Linked DNA regions of Sus scrofa: region 2 is linked to region 1. A link is a contact called in public Hi-C data. All regions are on one chromosome and are shown on one strand. The core of a region is the stretch at or near the end of the contact, and the rest is flanking DNA. Distances in the headings are between cores, read along the strand shown.

Region 1 (4,522 bases), core at 1,275-3,774:
CAAGGAACTTCCATGCTGGAGGAGCAGCCAAAAATAAATAAATAAATGAATAGACAAATAAATAATAATAAAATTAAATAAAATTAAAAAACGCCCACCTCAGCAACCCCCAGTGACAGAGGAGTAACTGAGGGGAGTCCTCTTCTCATCGATTACGGCCCCACCTCATCTACGCTCACTGGGCACAGTGGCAGTTCGACAGACCTGCCCACTGGGAGTAGCCAGCACACCCTGACCCTACTTCAGTCTCCTGCTTCTCTCAACTGCCTTCCTTTTTCTTTTAGGTTTCTAGCCTCTCCTTACAATCAAGAAACGAGCATCTTGACACATAGACTTAGGCTGTACACTTCCTGAGGCAATGATCAGATCTTGCTGACCCTTCTACTCTCTGCCTAGTGATATTATCAGACACACATAGCAGATACTACTTGCCAGCCTTTGTCCAGTGCACTTGACCACACTACCACATGCCATTTGATGATTAGGTTCTGTCATTAGCCCCATTTACCGGTGGGGAAACTGAGGCAGAGGGTGGTAACACGATTGTCCCAGCCACACCTGGGGACCCAACCAGGCAGTCACCAGGCTCCACATCCCTTGTTCTTCACTTCAACTCAATGTCTAATATGCCACAGTTGTACAATTAAGGTTTTTCGAATATAAACACAAGTGTCCCCTGGGGTTCCTTGCTGAAAAGGACACTGGCTATTTTAACAGCGATGTGGGCAAGTGCTTGACATCTTATAAGTTCCCCAGATGACTGCGAGCTAAGTCACCTCCCTCCATGAACTGTACAACCCCAAATGCCACTCACTGCGGAGGGGCGGGAGAGATACACAGCTTAGGAGGAGAAGAAGGGGTACAGACAAGGGCTTCAGCTATTCAAAGGGTCTGAGGGGGAAAGAAAGCCTTAGAAGTAATTTGGCTACTTTAGGAACAATACATTTCTACTCGGCATCAAGAGGGAGGCGTGTGAGTGGGTAAAGGGTGAGCAGATGATCAATAGGGAGCAAGCCGGCTGGGCATCTCTTTTCTTTCTCCTCCCCGTGGCCTGACAACGCCTGTCTGTCTGGGTTTCCAACCATCTGTAAAGACCTCAGAGCCGCCACTGTCCTCATGGGCAGAGCGGCGGGGAGGAAGGAGGGGAGCATCGAGTCATTTATCACTGTCGGGAGATGTGCTACCCACAGCAGGACCGGCTTTCTTCCCTGCTGCTCCTGCAGCTAGAGCTGCAAATCTTGAAAAGATGCAGAACATGCACATCGAAAATAACCATTCATCATCGTGGCTCCAGGAGCCCGGGAGCGGCCCCTGCCATCGTAAGGCTGACCCACCCCGCCTTCAGCACTGGACCCCGCAGGAGCTTGGAACTCGAGGCCTTTTCAGGCACCTAATCTCTGTCCCAGCCCATTTCCAGCTTGGACAATCTGCTGAAGTTTGGGGCTAACATTTTCTAAAATGCCATCCAAGTCCCTCCTCTGTCGGCAAAGTCAGACTTACATATTGCTTTCAGCAATCAGACTGCAGCCAAGGTGGCCCGCAATCATTAAATTATGAAAATACAAGTTGCTGGGAGGAAATGAATCTCAGGTTTAACTCGAGAACGGCCTGCTTTCTTGTGAAGTAATTACAAAATTAAAATGTGCTATTTCTCCGGTGAGTATAAGAAGCCTCCTTGGTGAAGTCTATGGCTCAACTGTGACGTCGGGATTTGCACCAAGGCGGGCCGGGGCAATCCTTCTGCGCCCCAAAGACGCGAGGCAGGGACATCTGCAGACAAATTTCCAAAGACTGGGTTAAAAGTGATTAAAATCAAGAAGAGGGACGAGGACAAGGTTTGAATTTTCCAATTACTCTTTAAAACTCAAAAGTCAGGTTGTTAGAAACTGCAGGCTTTCCAAGTCAGACTAATAATGCTGAGCTAATTAGACCCACAGGCATGGCCAACATATAAATTCAGCCCAAAGGAGGGACACTGTCCCTTTAAAAACTGCCTGGGGATCAGTGGAAAAGCTAATGAGGAGTGTCAGTTGGGGCTGCTTTATTAGGTGGTCCTCCAGAGGATAAAGCCTGGGGTTTCTGTAGCAGGGCTTCTGTGCTTGATTCAATAAATCAATTTATATTAAATGCGGGTACAGCTCTGGAGCTGGCTTCATAAAGCATTCCGCGGCGTTTCTCAATCTGCTTATCCACTTCCCTGTCAGCCTGCCTGAACACGCTGTCAGAAGGCATCGAAAAGAGCAATAAAGAACAAGAGGCTGAACCGACGATATTTGTGAAACTCCACCCAGCAGGTCCAGACCATGGCTGCCCCCAGCGAGTTTCTCCCCAGGAAATGTTTGGATTGTTGGTAAGGAGCCCAGTGCTGTGGGGCTGCGGCGCTCAACCCCACTCGGGGCTTCAGGCAGCGGATTGAGAAGAAAGGTCACCCCAAACAGAGTGGGAGGGGTTGGATGGGAAGTAGTTTTTTAATCCGATCGTCAGGGTCTGAAATACTCTCCAAGAACTGAAAGGAAAAGAAAGAGGAATAGAAGTGCCAGCAGCTGGCACAGCCCAGGAGGCTGTGGGGAGAGGCCCGGGGAGAGGGGTGTGCTGCTGTCCAGGGCAGAAATAATGGGTCTTCCTTCATGCTGCCCTGCAGGCTTGCCAATGAGTGACCGCTGCAGACGCATGGTCCCTAAACACTATGACCTATGTCCCTGAAGTTCTGAAAAGTATAAGGAACCCCCCCCGCCGCCCCCCCACAGTGTTAGACTCACAGTCTAGCAGTAGTGGGGCCAGAAGCCAGAGTGCGGCCACACCATCGCACTCTCCCTGTCTGGGCTCAGCTGTCTTTTCTCTTTTTCTTCTTTAACTCTTTGCTGTTGGGACCTTCCGTGACAGACAGCATCTGGCTCTGTCCTCCACCCCAGGTGCACCCGCACCCTTACATTACCCAGATTGCAGTACCATCTGGTAGCACTTTTTGTGCTGACGGAAAGGTTCTCTATTTGCACTGTCCAGTCCAGTGGCCACTAGCTACATGTGGCTCCTGAGCCATGGAGATGTGGCTGGTGTGATTTGGGAAATGAATTTTTACTTTTATTTAAGTTTAACTCATTGAAATTTGAATGGCCACAGTGGCCACTCTGTTGAGAGCACACAGAAGAGAAAAGCTTTCCTGGAGTTCCCTTGTGGTGCAGTGGGTTAAGGACCCAGTGTTGTCACTGCAGTGGGGTCACTGCTGTGGTGCGGGTTCCATCCCTGGCCCAGGAACTTCCGCATGTGTGGCCAAAACAACAAAAACACACACATAAATCTTTCTTTTGCCTTCCTAAAAGAAGTGAGTCCCGGGAGAAAAAAAAAATGGTGGTGGACCCTACTCTGTTCCCAGGGGAAAATTCTCCAAAGTACTCTTAGTTTCATGGGAAATAAAGGAGGGATCAATTACCCTGATGTGTCATCAAGTTAAAATCTTAAAGAATTAAGGCCTGCAAGAGATAAAAATGAAAGTTTACCATCAGTGAAGCCTCTGTAGTAGAATCTGTCTTTTCCAGAAGCTCTGAAAAGCAAAGTCCATCCCCCACCAGGCATGGAGGCTGGCCGTGAGCAGCAAAGCGAGTATTTTATAAATGAGAGACCTAGGCCCAGGATTTGCCCAAGGCCCCAATACCAGTACCCAAGGAGCTTGTCTCCCAAGACAGTACTGTCTTTCCTAAGCAAGCCAGGCCATCTGAAGTTACCAGGCCAGCCTTCCCCCTGAAATAAGACCATTATAAATGTTAAAAAGGCTCTGCTTAAAGAAAGTATTCTGATGTAGTTTACTCTTAACCAGAACCATCTGGAAGCAATCTTGCATTCACATGATGGACTTCTCATCCTCTTTGGCCCTCGCTCTCGCTACAAATCCCATCAGCCCAGGAACAGCTGCTGGAGAATCTGGCCCGACGCCAGGGGTGCAGCTACAGCCCCCTCTCGGGTCCTCCTGGGCCCCCAGCTTGCTCATCACCCCCATGCGGCCGGACGCAGAGCACGAAGAACATGGATCCTACATGAGAAAGCAAAATCACCAGCGGTCACGGGAGCGGGGACTTGGTGCCACAAAGCCAGCTGTGAGAAGCTGTTGTTTCGGCTCGGTAACACAGACGCTCGCTGGCAGATTGTGGCCTGAGACAGCACAGAGGGCTGTGGGTCAGGACACTCTGCTCACACTGCCAGCTAGTGTGCCTCGTGCAACAGCGGCTGCACACAAAGGGCTGGGGAGGAGGGGAACAGACTCGCACCGGAGTTCAAGGATGGGGTTCTGGCACCAAGACCAGGGACACCAGGCACAGAAAGTGAGAGCTGGGACACATCAGGGACCAACTCGGCACCGGAGGTGTTGGTGGAAAATGCCTTTGTAAGTCAAACCACTGTGTGCAAACTATCTGAGCGGAGGGGGAAAGGCCGCCAGGGAAGAGCCAGATTTCATTAGGAAGGTCCTGGTGACAATAACCTTTTGTCCTCTACACAGTCTGGGCCTGCCAAGCTGCCTCACGGTCTC
Region 2 (4,494 bases), core at 1,858-4,357, 72 kb after region 1:
GCAAGCCAAGAAAATTCCAGTAAAGGGTTGGGTGGATGACAGCATCTAATGCTGCAGGCAGGAGTTTCCATTGCGGCTTGGTGGTTAACAAACCCTTCCAGCATCCATGAGCATGTGCGTTTGATCCCTGGCCTCGCTCAGTGGGTTGAGCATCCAGCGTTGCCGTGAGCTGTGTTGTAGTTTGCAGATGCGGCTCGGATCCCGCCTGGCTGTGGCTGTGGTGTAGACGGGCCACATTTTTTCATGTGAACTTGAGTATTTTTTGCATCACGCCAATAGTTTAAGATTGTCAAGCATCATTCACAGCCTGGGAACCTCCATATACACAGGGTGCGGCCCTAAAAAAGCCAAAAAAATTTAAAAAAAAATTTAAAATAAATACTTGCAGGCAGGTCAAGGAGGAAGACCGCCTTCAAAAACGACATTGGATTTCAAAAATATATTTACAAACTCTTTACAAATTAGCTTAAAGGGACATCATGGGGATGAAATTAAGATGGCACGGGTGAGGGGCTGGAACTCCGTGACTGACAGCAGAGACCTCTGCTGCCCCTTGCCAGACCCTCACTACCTACATCAGGCCAGGCAAATGGTCATTTAATAAATGTCTGTTAAATGGGCAAACGAAGAAATTCATTTATACGAGTTCCCATCGTGGTGCAGCAGAAACAAATCCCACTAGAAACCATGAGGTTGTGGGTTCGATCCCTGGCCTTGCTCCGTGGGTTAAGGGTCCGGCGTTGCCGTGAACTGTGGTGTAGGTCGCAGACGTGGCTCGGATCTGGTGTGGCTGTGGCTCTGGCGTAGGCTGGCAGCTGTAGCCCGATTCGATCCCTAGCCTGGGAACCTCCATATGCTGTGGGTGCGGCCCTAAAAAGACAAAAAAGACAAAAAAGAAATGCATTGACAATTGGCCTGGGTTTTCAAATGATGTTCGCACCATTCTACCGCCGCCTTAACATGAGAACTGTGTTCTGCCATTCATGAATGAGAAGCTTATAACACAAATGAAGGCTGACTGAGATAATAACTAAGCAGGATGCCACGCTTCCGATAACATGCAGTCAATTGACAAGAACGAATGAATGGTTATCGGAACTCAAGCAGGGATGGCAGGAAGCTGGAGGGTGATGAGGAGGAAGCCATAGATGCCAGCAGGAAAGGCTATCACAGGAAGAGAAAGAGGAGAAAGAAAATATCCAGACGTCACAAGTTTTGTCTGTTTACCCTCCAAACAACACATCAAACAGAACTGACAACCCTATTCACGAAGGAGTTTGTGGGTCGATTTATTCACTTTTTTTGCATTCAAATAAGTAATATAAAGTTGATAGTATGATAGATTTCATCAAATTAATATAGAAACTGGTATATCAAGTGCACACCCAAACACTACTGTTTTTAATTCATTGGAAAGAACTGCTCTAACTATAAAACTCTCTCTTCACATCCAGAATCAATATTTGTTTGAATACCTAAAGTCTGAATGAAAGATGATTTTGATTGAAAATCCCTTAAGCGCCAACTATTTGTATGCTGTATACAAACTGGACTATGAATGATGCTTGACAGACTTAAACCACTGATGCAAAAAATACTCAGACTTCACATGAAAAGAATTTCTTTAGGATTTGAACAAGATGATTCTTTTGTTTGTTTGTTTGTTTTCTTTTTAGGGCTGTACCTGCGACACATGTAAATTCCCAGGCTAGGGGTTCAAACAGAGCTAAAGCTGCCAACCTAGACCATAGCCACAACACCACTAGATCTGAGCAACATCCTCGACCTACGCTGCAGCCTGTGCCAACGCCAGATCCTTAGACCCACTGAGTGAGGCCAGGGATGGCACCCTTATCCTCATGGATACTAGTCAGGTTCTTAACACACTCAGCCACAGAGAGAACTCCAAGATTATTCTGCATCATATATGCCTTATTTTCATGGTTTAGAGCACAAGAAAATCTGATCACAAAATGATTTAATCCTTTAAAAAATATCAAGATAGAGTGTTTGACCCTAAGATTTTCTGCTACAGCAGAGTTAATAGTTGCCTTCAATTTCGGGGGAAATATTCTAGTTGGCGTGCCCAGTGAGTCCCTTGCTACTTCATTAATTGTGTGAGTCAACATTTTTTTTTTTCAAGGATTTCATCTTTCCTTTCATCTTTCCCTATGTTTCAACTACCTTCCCTCTATAGTTATCCCGGCATAAGGAATGCTAAATTTGGCAACACTCCCATATAAACAGTGGACCAAAGTCTAGCTATTTTTGAACCAAGAAACTTTGCTAATATATTCATGCTTTCATCACCCCCCCCCTTGGTGTGGTAGTTTATGTGTGTGCACACGCATACACACACACAGACACGCACACTTTAATTACTTGTATCTCTCTGGGATCACAGGGATAAGGATTTGAAAGATGTGTTTCCACAGACTTCATCCCTCCTGAAGGATTCAGTGACATGGAAATAGGCTCTTCTATTTCTTCTAAAACTGGGTGTAACTAGAACATATTCTAAAAATAATTGCCTCCCCCTCCCCTCCTAAGAAGCCAAAATAGCACATTTATTTTTTCCTACACCACCTACTCCTCTTTAAAAGATGTTTCATAAAATCTTAGTACTGAAAGGAACATGTAAGGGCCATCTGGGTGGTTCTTTTACTACTCGATCAAACATGATAAATGAAGTCAATAAAGACATATTTACTGTTGAATGAATGACCTAATTTTGTCAAACTCTCAACTTTTTCAATTAGCTTAAGCTTCTCACACTCTAGGTAAAAGCAAAAAACATGAAAACATACAGTCTTTTTTTTAAACACTCAAGAAGTTTGGGTATTTTTTTTTCAAAAGGTCAAGGAAATTGTGGAAGTACGGCCCACTGCTTGGTGCTAAACAAGGACTGATCTAAACAAGGACTGATCTAGAATATTTTCCCCATTTTAGCTGTCATAAACCCCAAGACATAAGTCTAAGATAAATTACTAGCAAAACACAGGGACATACTATCATTCCTTTTCAACCATGTCCTAAAAGGATCGACTTAAATGACTCAGAAGATTCAATTAACAAGATAATTGATTTATCTGCTTAATTGCGACTCCCTCTCAAGGCTACTTTCTGCTTAGCAGGACTGATTTATCCTGTGTTGTGTCTGTCTAAACATTACATTTAAGCAAGGTTTATCTCTAAATCAAAGACTAGATCCAATTTTTAAAACCTGAGATTGTATTTTGTTCTGTTTTGTTCCAAGAAAGAGAGCAATGAAAGACAAAAAGAGATGTGTGTGTGAAATGAGAGTAATTCAGCAGGTAAGAATTGCAAGAAAGAAAATATATTGCTCGGGATCGTTGTAATTTGGTTTGAAGGTCCCCGAGATGATGCAACTCCGGGATCATTCTTTGTTTCCTACCAATTTCAGGTTGCAAAAAGAAAGCAGCATCAAAAAACAGAAAGAAGCAAGTGTTGGGTAGTTTCAATAGGACTTGGCAGCTCCCCCTAACTGGGTTAAAACATGGTTCTGAGCACACTGCTAATAGTGTCAGTCACAAATAATAAGATTCTGCATGGTTTTAGTATCTGGGTCTGATTTCGGTTTATTCTGGGAACAAGCCAATCTGTCAGCCCTGGCAATAGGAAAGGAAAAACCAGCACTGCCTAATATTGCCACCTGCTGGCTGTTAGTGGAATCACATGCTCATTCCTTCTTGGAGAAACTTCCTGTTCTACCAAAACCAAAGACCAAAAACTCTCCAGATTAAAGGCAGACAGACATACAGGTCCACTCACCAAGGATATCCTAATTTTCAAAATCATAGGATTGATAAACTATTAGTAAGCCTTGCATTTATCCTTTTTCACCACCGTGTCACTGTATGATTTGTACCAACGAAGCCAAGCTGAGTGGTATTGCCAATCATTTACTGAGTGATAGGAAGATACGTGGTAGTTTTATAAGTTAAAATATTGCCATTTTTCCTCCTCTTGTAACAATCAAACTTCCAAAACATTCTTCATTGTGCCAAGAATCTATAACCACCCTGAAAAGGAAATAGGACAGAATTTTGAGATCCTGTGTGCCGGACTCAATTCCTAGAGATTGTAGGTAAGAGTTCACCACTGCTGACTTGGTTCTGATTCTTAAGAGGGCAAAGGTCTCTGCAACTATACCAACAATGGAAGTGACTTTTTTTTTTTTTTGAAAGTTAGAACGTTTTATTTGTTTTCAGTAAAATTGAAGGAGCATCTGGTTGGCTGAGTCATCATTGATAATAATTATTGATGATAGCTCATCATATGATTTTTTTTATTACTCAAATGAATTTATCACATCTGTGGTTGTATAATGATCGTAACAATCTGATTTCACAGGATTTCCATCCCACAACCCAAGCACATCCCCCCACCCCCCAAACTGTCTCCTCCGGAGACCGTAAGTTTTTCAATGTCTGTGAGTCAGCATCTGTTCTGCAAAGAAGTTCAGTCTGTCCT

What was found. Hi-C and Micro-C count contacts between places; a contact is called where the count stands out from the background.
Region 2: a Hi-C map of fetal skeletal muscle shows a contact between it and region 1, with 2.4 times the contacts expected there. A contact is called at or near these places in 10 of 47 Hi-C or Micro-C datasets (alveolar macrophages, brain, embryonic fibroblasts and 6 more) and 2 of 2 datasets of targeted methods (alveolar macrophages and skeletal muscle).

The regions. Positions count from the first base shown.
Region 1 is chr5:27,359,862-27,364,383 of Sscrofa11.1, forward strand. All of the region lies in intron 6 of PPM1H (protein phosphatase 1H), which reads right to left. Among named protein-coding and RNA genes, the nearest start is that of MIRLET7I, 110 kb to the left of the region's middle.
Region 2 is chr5:27,431,359-27,435,852 of Sscrofa11.1, forward strand. All of the region lies in intron 3 of PPM1H (protein phosphatase 1H), which reads right to left. Among named protein-coding and RNA genes, the nearest start is that of PPM1H, 140 kb to the right of the region's middle.